Linked DNA regions of Oryctolagus cuniculus: region 2 is linked to region 1. The links are chromatin contacts, called in public Hi-C maps. All regions are on one chromosome and are shown on one strand. Each heading gives the region's core, a stretch centred on a gene start, on an enhancer-like site or on the middle of the called end of the contact. The rest is flanking DNA. Distances are from core to core; before and after follow the strand shown. Region 1 overlaps UBE2H (ubiquitin conjugating enzyme E2 H). Region 2 holds the start of UBE2H (ubiquitin conjugating enzyme E2 H).

Region 1 (4,086 bases), core at 951-3,450:
ACTCCCTTCCTCTGTCTCTGCTTTCAGGACCTGTCTCCCTGCACCCTGAGCCCCTCCTTCCTAGTCAGCCATCCCTTAAGAAAAGCTTTTTCCACTTTGGCCACTTTGGGTACAAGAAGCTTTATTTATTCCAATTATTTATCTGTGTTACATTTAGAATGCACGTCGCGTCTACAATACCCATTCCCAGATAAGGACCAGGCTGCAGCCAGGAACGGCAGCAGAAGAAGAAAACCAAACCAAAACGCCAAGGAGCATGCCCCAGCCTCACAGGCAGGGCATGGCTAAATCTGTCACCTGTCTAAGCACAATTCACACACAACCCCCCGACCCACACAGAAACCACCACCCTTTAACGCAAAGCTCTCCACGCCGCCGGCCGAGGGGCAGCATGTGACCAAACCTCTTCCCGGTCCCTTTTGGGTCTGGCTTACCAGCTTGACCTCAAGAAAAACAATCAGGTTTTGAAAACACTTCCAGAAGGTTCTCCCAGGCAGAACGCTGTGGCAGCAGGGCCCGGCTGCGTGAAGGGCAGGAATCGACACGTAAGAATGTACTTCATGAAGTCTCGACCCCCCAGTTAGCTTCGTTTCCTACCATGACTGCACAGGCCGGGGGCCAGCGTGGGCCCACTGGGAGGAACAGCTCGGATTCCTACGTGGCTGGCTCTCAGTGTTCCCAAGGCAGACCTCTTTCTCCCCCAGTTCTTCCTGACCACTTCGAGAAAACACTATTCTGTCTGCATGTCCAAGTGCCGGCTGGTTTGGTTTGTTTCTTTGGAACCATCAATAAAAGAAGCAACTTCTTCCTGTCATTCTTACGTCTACCTATCAGAGCGGCTAGTTCTTCTGACAGTTCAGTAGCACACAAGCTGACTTGGCCAAACGGACTCATGAATGCATGCATTCGGACCGCATATTGCTACCAAAATGGAATGTGGGAATATGCTATGCACCTCCAGGTGAGAAATGACCAAGAAATCAAGATCTAAAGGGTGATATATAATATATATATATCAATGCTATTATTCATAAAAACCTTGTTTAGTAATAAAAAAAATTGCTTTGTTTAAATATGAATATTATAGTCTGCTTCTCATGGTTAGGAAATAATAGTCTTTCTGAAAAGCAGGTGCTTTTTCTACTACAACTCCATGTCCTGGGCCTCGTCTTCCGAAAAGTCTGACATTGAACTCTCCGACGAGCTGTCCCCGGTGCCCTCTTCCTGCTCTTTCAGCGCCTCCTCCGTGGCGTACTTCTGGATGTACTCTGCACAGGGCGGGGAGGAGAACACGTGGGCAGTGAGTGGCCGGGCACGCGTGGACTGGCTCCCACTTACCTTCAGCGCGAGGGGGAGCCATCTCCGGAGCGGAGTCCACGCATCTTGCCCCCGAGGAGGAGGGACGGTCAGGAGGGGCCACGCGGAACTTCCGACTTGCAGGGGAATAATAATAAACACGGCGCCCACCCACGGTGTTGCTACTTTTTAAGACTGATTATTTGAAAGGCAGGAAGGGAGACAGAAGTCTTCCACCTGCAGGTTCACTCTCTAAATGGCTGCAATGGGCTGGGCCAGGCAGAAGCCAAGAGCATCCTCTTGATCCCCCATGTGGATACAGGGGTCCAAGCACTTGGGCCATCCTCTGCTGCTTTCCCAGGCACATTAGCAGGGAGCGGGATGGGAAGTGGAGGAGCCAGGACTCGAACCAGCGCCCATAGGGGATGCCTGTGGTGCAGATAGGGGCTTAATCCACCGTGCCACAGTGTCGGCTCCTCTTTTTTACTGTGTAAATACATAATTCACCACCCAGGCTGGGACTAGTCATTTATTAGGAAATCTCCCATCCTTTTCAGATTTGCAGTTATATAATTACATCAGCTCAGCTCTGCTATTTTCGAAACAGAGCTGAGTCTCAGCAGAGCCTGCCCGTCAGCTCTGGAGCAGCTGGCAAGAGCAGTACCGCAGCCGGCCTGGGACGAGCCGCCCTGCGGAGACAGGCTGGCCCGAGTGCTGGGACCGTGCACCGTTCCCCCGACTCTGCTCTTAGGAACAACTGTGTTTATGCAGCAGACACCGTTCCCCAGTCAACAGCGCCTGTGTGTGGCAGCTCAGAATCCTGTCTGGCGCACGAGGAGGACGCGCACACGCCCTCATGTCCTCATGTGCTGGCCAAGTAAGGGAATGGACCCAGCGGGCCTGCCCGGACCGAGTAACCAGGCCAAGGGCTCTGGCTAAGAACATTCTTAAAACTGTTCTAAAGGGTTCCTGAAAAGAATGTGTGACAGGTAACTTAGATTCCCTTCAAATTCATTAGAACAACTTTATACTGAGATAAAGACATTCAACCAGCCATGGCCAGGTAGGAAGTTACCTTTCAGCGAGAAATGTTTTGGTGCTGTAATTTGATAATATCACCTTCTTTAGTATATCCCAGGGAACAAATGCTTAGTAAGCACTTACTAAGACAAGGCTTTCAGGGAGAGAGAAATGAAAAGCAAGGTCACTAATGAAGAGTCAGCGGACGAAGCTAAAAGGCAGGAGCCGCAGAGGGCCAGCAGGGGGAGGCAGTCGCAGAAGGGCCCTGGCTGAGGGCCCAGGAAGGCAGCCACAGCCACAGTGAGTCCCAAGCCTTGCCAGGCTTAGCTCACAAAAGCTAAGAGGTTGAGATGTTAAAACACAACACTCAGAACTCTGTGTCTTCCTTCTTAAAAGAAAAAAGACTAAAGAAATAAGGCAGAATGTAAAGGTTTTGCTATAAGTGGATGGTCATGGTTTTTCTGCATGTTTGAAACTTTCCATGGCCAATAAAGGAAGCACACAGAGTTCTAGCTTGATTTGTCACAGGCTGATGTGTTTAGAAGAGGAAAGATGATTAATGCAGTACCAGAGAGCCCTGCTCTGAGCAAGGCAGTGACAGCTTCAGTTCTGCAGGCTGTCCACTATTTAAACAGGTTTCCAAAAACGCACAAGACAGCAGCAACTAAGTATGAGGACAAGGCACACACACCGAGTCCTGCCGTGAGCTGTCAGGGTGGGGGGGGTGGCCACACAGATGGAAACGCTACACCCACCTGGAAATCACCTACCACGGAAGCTGTGAGAGGTGAACGAACTCCCCGAGGGGCGGAGGACAGGAAAGGGAACCCCAGGAGCAGCTCTTAGAAGAACACTCAGGTTTACACGATGGAATCCCAAGTTTTCAGAGAGGTAGGGCATAAAACAGCTACGCTGCAGAGATGCCCATGCCATGGGACTCGAGGGAGGGCCAAGGGATCAGGAACTGCCGAGATCACAGATCCAGCAGGTGCACTGGCAGAAGAGCAGGTGCATTTTGAAGACTGTTAATGTCTCTCCTTGTTGGGGAAGGTTTATGCAGCTAAATTTTCACTGTGAAAAGTTCTCCCACATGACGATCTCAAGGACATGCCAGCGGACACTGGTCAGCCCACATGGGCCCTCAGAACTTCTGCAGTCTTATTTTAATGAAGTTCACTTCCTGTTAGCCTGTAAATTGTATTAAGCACAGGAAAACAGGGTTCCAAATCCTAAAAGGAGGAGCAAACCAGTGCCACCACCACTCCCACTGACGCTGGGGTCCACTACTATCTTATTTTAAGCTAGAGGAAAGTTATTTGGAGTTAAATAACTTAGGAAGGCTTTTAAAGCCTCCCCGAATTAAGTTCTTCTGACTCCAGTTAGCCCATCTGCCTCTCACCTTTAATTTTCTGCTTGTATTCTTCTGGCCGGTGGAGGTACATTGCTGCAGCATCGCCGTTCAGAGGATCGATGGGGTTGGGGTAGGCCAGCAACTGGGGCAGGAAGGACTCAAATATATTGGTAAGATCTGAAGAGACAGACAGACACGTCAAGCCTAGGAGCATTCAAGTTCACCTACAACTCACTTGCATTCAGTGGTCAAAACTACTTACCTTTGTGGGTGCTTAACTACCTGGCGACCACTTATTTCCACAGGCATATTTCCACTGCCTAGGACCTGTGTTATACAGTCAGTTGAATGCTAACGGAACATTTAATCTTAATTAGAAGAACCAGATAGACGTACCTGATATTTGTCACAATTTAATT
Region 2 (4,086 bases), core at 446-2,945, 110 kb after region 1:
ACAAATAAAAGCCAGGAAGAATTCACCTGAAGAATCTGGCCCGGCAACCTGAGTTATATAAACAAAACCCTGCAACAGGGGGCAATGGGGGGGATGGGGTGAGGGCCAAAGACAAACAGGAGACACTTTTTTTTCTTAAACAGCCTTTCACACCCTACCCCCTAACCCCCCCCTCCCCAGGGCTTAGTTGTTCCCCACATGAGGGCCCCCCTCAATCTCTAACTTATCCCCTCCAAAGCCAGATTCCTTGATTTGTCACAGGAACTTTCGCGAATTTCTCTAGCTGGTCATGAAATAATCAGCCTGGACTCCAACCAGAACCCTTGCCTGCTGGGGGGGGTGGGGGGCTCCCCCCCACTGCAACCTCCAGGGAGAATAAAGTTGGGGCGGGGGCAGGGCGAGTACTCCCCAGGAACCTTAGCCTCACGCGGGGAGTTCTGCTTGGGTGGGTGGTTCTCGGGGGGCTGTCTCCTAGGGAGGCCTGCTCTCCCTGCCCCCAGCTGTCACAGCCACAACATGGAGGGAGGCTGGCCGCAGGGCCCGGGGGTCCTCACCGCACGCGAGCACGGGTGGGATAGGCTTTGTCAGGAGGGTCCTGCCAGGACCAGCCACCGCACCAGGAGTCCCTCATTTAAAAAACACACCGAGCTCTTTATTAGCAAAGGGGGCCCTGCGCCGACTACTCTCTTCCTAATATAGAAAGGAATTAGGGATAAAGAAGGTCGCTGGAGTTACCCCAGTTCAAGAGGCATTGTGAGAGCAGGGAATGGGGGCATCTACAGGGAGAAAGGCCTCCCTCTCGGGAAATGTCTGCCTGGAGTCCCGAAATACAGAGCGAACAAACAGAAAAGAGAGACCCTGACGGTGGGCCCAGCGGTAGACAGAGTGAGGCGGCTGGTCCTGGGGGAAGAAAAAAAAAAAAAAAAAAAGAGGCCGTATTGGGAGCCCCAAAGAAAAGTCACGGGCGCTGGAGGGGCGGGGGGGGGGGTTGCAGGAAGAGCAGGAGCTACGCATATTGTGGGGTGCTGCAGATAAAGGGGAGCTGAACAGGCCCTCGCTTCCTGGGAGGCGCCGGGAGCCGCCGTGGGCGCCGCGGGAGGAGGGGGCAGTGGCCTGGGGTGCCCCGGGGCCCTCGGCCGAGCCTCAGGGGTCCCCACGCCGGCCCCCCCACCACAGCCACGATCCCCCGCCTCGAAGGATACAGCTTGACCACGTCCGTGTCCATCCGCCTCTTGCCGGGACTGGGGGATGACATGGTGTCGCCGCCGCCTCCCCGTCGCCTGCGCCGCCGCTGCCTCTCTCCGGTCCTCGGCCCCGTCTGTCAAGGGCCCGGCCCCGGCTCTGAGGAGCCCGCGGCCGCGCCGGCTCCTCGGCGGAGGTGGCAACACCCCCGATCCCGTCGGGTCCCGTCGGGTCCCGTCAGCCGCCGCCGCCGCCCCCCGCACGGGGGAACACCGGCCCGGTTCGGCCGAGTGGGGGTGGGGACCCCGCGGCGCCCGGCTCCGCCGCTCTCTCCGGCTGTGGGGCCGCCCCGGCGCCCCGCCGCGCCACGCTCCCTCCGGCCCGCTCTAGCTCGCTCGCCCGATCGCCACTCGCCCGCGCACCCCTCGCCGACTCCTGGCAGCCTGCACGACAGGCGGACGACTCCTGCTCGGTCGGCCTCTCTACCCCAGCCTCGCTCTGGACGCCGTGACGTCACCTCTGTGACGTCATCCGAGGGGCGGGCCCGGACGGCGAGAGGGGTGGGGCGCCGCCGCGCCGTGGGCTTTCCCGGGGACTTATGGGATATGTAGTTCCTCTTTCTCCTGCCCTCTCCGTCCTCTGTCCCCTCCCCCCAACCTTCCCCACACACTTTGTCGCTCAACCGCCAATGTGTTACCGTCGTCCTAGACGTTCATAGTAAATAATGGCAACGTTATGACACCCGCGTGTGTTTTAGGGAATGAACCGCCTTCGCACACAGTCGGCTTTAAAGGCTGTTTATTTGATTTGGGGGAGGCCAAAGTGGCAATTATTCAGACAGACGCCCAGATCTGGAAAGCCCCTGCCCTCCTCAGGTGAAGAGAATTTGCAGGATTGCAGAGGAGAGCAAGGCTTCCCCGCAGTTTGCAAATCAGGGCCATTACCTTTCACGTGTTCAAGGCCACGATTTCAAGGATCAGAGTGGAGGCAGCAAGGTGGTAAGGCCAGAAACAACTTAGAACTAACACCCTTATTCAGAATTTGAGATCACAAGGTGAGCGACCCCTAGAAGCTGGGACGGCTCGAATATGCTAGAGTTCACGGCAAAGATTCTCCCATCCTCCAAACGCCTGCACGCACCTCTTACACTGCCTCGGTATCAATAAATAATAATAATTAAGCCCCTCCTGGGGGCTCTCACTTTGGGGGACACGAGGCTATCGTGAGGAACTAAACAAGGCTAAACGCGCACAGCCCTCCCAGTCTGTGTGAGCTACGGCATGAACGTCACCTGGGAACTTGTTAGAAATGCAGACGTGAGCTTCCCCTCAAACCTATGAAATTAGGAGGTGCAGCTTAACAAGCTCCCCAGGTGATCCCTGTGCACAGTGAAGCTGGAGAGACAAAGAGGGCAGGAGACAGGGTTCCAGGCATCGCCCATATCCATGTCAGCTTTCCTGAAGTTTCCAGCTGTCCCCTTGCTCCTGTGAATCCACTTGTACTTTGTCAGCCCCTGTGCTGGGGGCTGTGTCCGCTTACGTAACTGCCTACACACAACGCGTGCACCTGGGCCAGCAGCCATCGGTGAAGTTGAATATTGTCTGCTCCTACAGTCCCATCCCTCAAAAGGCCTGGCTATTTTTTTTTTTCACTGCTAAATGTATATAACGTAAAATTTAGCATTGCAGTATGTAACTCGGAAGCATTAAATAGATTCACCGTGCTCGAAGCCATCGCTACTCTCCAGTTCCAGGACTTTTTCATCACCCCCAACAGAAACTGTGTACCCATTAAATAATAAGTCTCCATTCCCTCGGCTCTGCAGGGGGTGACCTCTCTTCTGTGTTCTGAGAACCATGGGCTATTTTAACTGCTTCCAACGGGAGTTCATGGCTCTCTCCTATGGCACACAGCACATCTATTAGGAGGAGGACATGTCTGAATGGAGAGTCCCGACCCCCTCTATCTGACCTCGCTCTTAAGGAGAGAGAAAAGCCAGAGCAGAGTTTTGTCCTCCTGATTCGGTGTCAGCTTGGTTCTCTGAGCTCCTACTGCAGCTGCCTCCTCTCCCGAAACACCCCTGCCGCCGTCACCTAATTAACCCGGGCTCCCTGCAATGCCCCTGGTGGCTTTCAAGCTTGGTGTATTTCAAAAATCACCTGCACAGCTGGCACAGCTCATGAGAGTTCAGGCCCCAGCCCCGGGAGATAATTCTGATTGAGAAAGACTGCATGGGACCTGGACATCCGGGTCTTTAACCAGCCCCTCCCCCCCATATGATTCTGATACAGGCCAAAGGTTGAGGATGCCAGGAGGCAACACCTGCCCGACTGCTCCAGGTGGGTTAAGTGCACCTGTGATGTCCTTCAAGTAAGGGAGGGTCTGCGTGCCCTCCGGTTTTCCCCAGCCTGTCAGGGACAGTGGGAACCTTAGAGGAGTCACAGAGCGGAGTACAGAACAGACTTGAAAGAGCAGGTCACGGCAGGGACGCTTGAGGAACAAGGGCACGGAGCAGGAGACGGGGAACCTCCCCGGTGCTCTAATCTCCAACACTGTAGCTGCTGGGATCCAAATACTGGGTCAAACGTAGAGGAATATTTAGTGTTAGAAATGTGCTGGGCACTGGAGGAGGTGGGGCTGAAGCACCCAGAAATGCTATGGGAGATGGAGCCCTCCGGGCAGTCACTGAACAGCAGTCAACGCCAAGAGTGACTGTGTCTTTGGTATCTCAGCTCCGGGTTCCTTGGGACAAACCTGCCCCACCTCGCTCTTAATTATGCCCCGGGTAACTCAGTCTTCTCCTATGTAAAACGTGGCTTCTACGGCACTACTCCCTTGAGTGGTTTGTGGGGCGAATGGGGAGAACTATAAACTAGAAATGAAGGCCAAGTGTTGATTACGAGG

Evidence for each region. A called contact is a pair of places that touch in the nucleus more often than the background predicts.
Region 2: a contact with region 1 is called in a Hi-C map of psoas muscle, with 4 times the contacts expected there. The contact joins the promoter of UBE2H here to the enhancer-like site in region 1. A contact is called at or near these places in 6 of 6 Hi-C or Micro-C datasets (ear pinna, embryonic fibroblasts, liver and 3 more).

Annotation. Positions count from the first base shown.
Region 1 is chr3:166,009,446-166,013,531 of mOryCun1.1, forward strand. UBE2H (ubiquitin conjugating enzyme E2 H) reads right to left here. Exons shown (of 5, transcript XM_008258202.4): 4 at 3,716-3,844; 5 at 1-1,268. The coding sequence ends at 1,144. Among named protein-coding and RNA genes, the nearest start is that of MIR183, 68 kb to the left of the region's middle. Within about 2 kb of position 2,201, at least 2 of the 8 cell types and tissues checked have an H3K27ac peak or open chromatin away from gene starts, as enhancers often do.
Region 2 is chr3:166,118,260-166,122,345 of mOryCun1.1, forward strand. UBE2H (ubiquitin conjugating enzyme E2 H) reads right to left here and starts at 1,696. Exons shown (of 5, transcript XM_008258202.4): 1 at 1,203-1,696. The coding sequence starts at 1,255.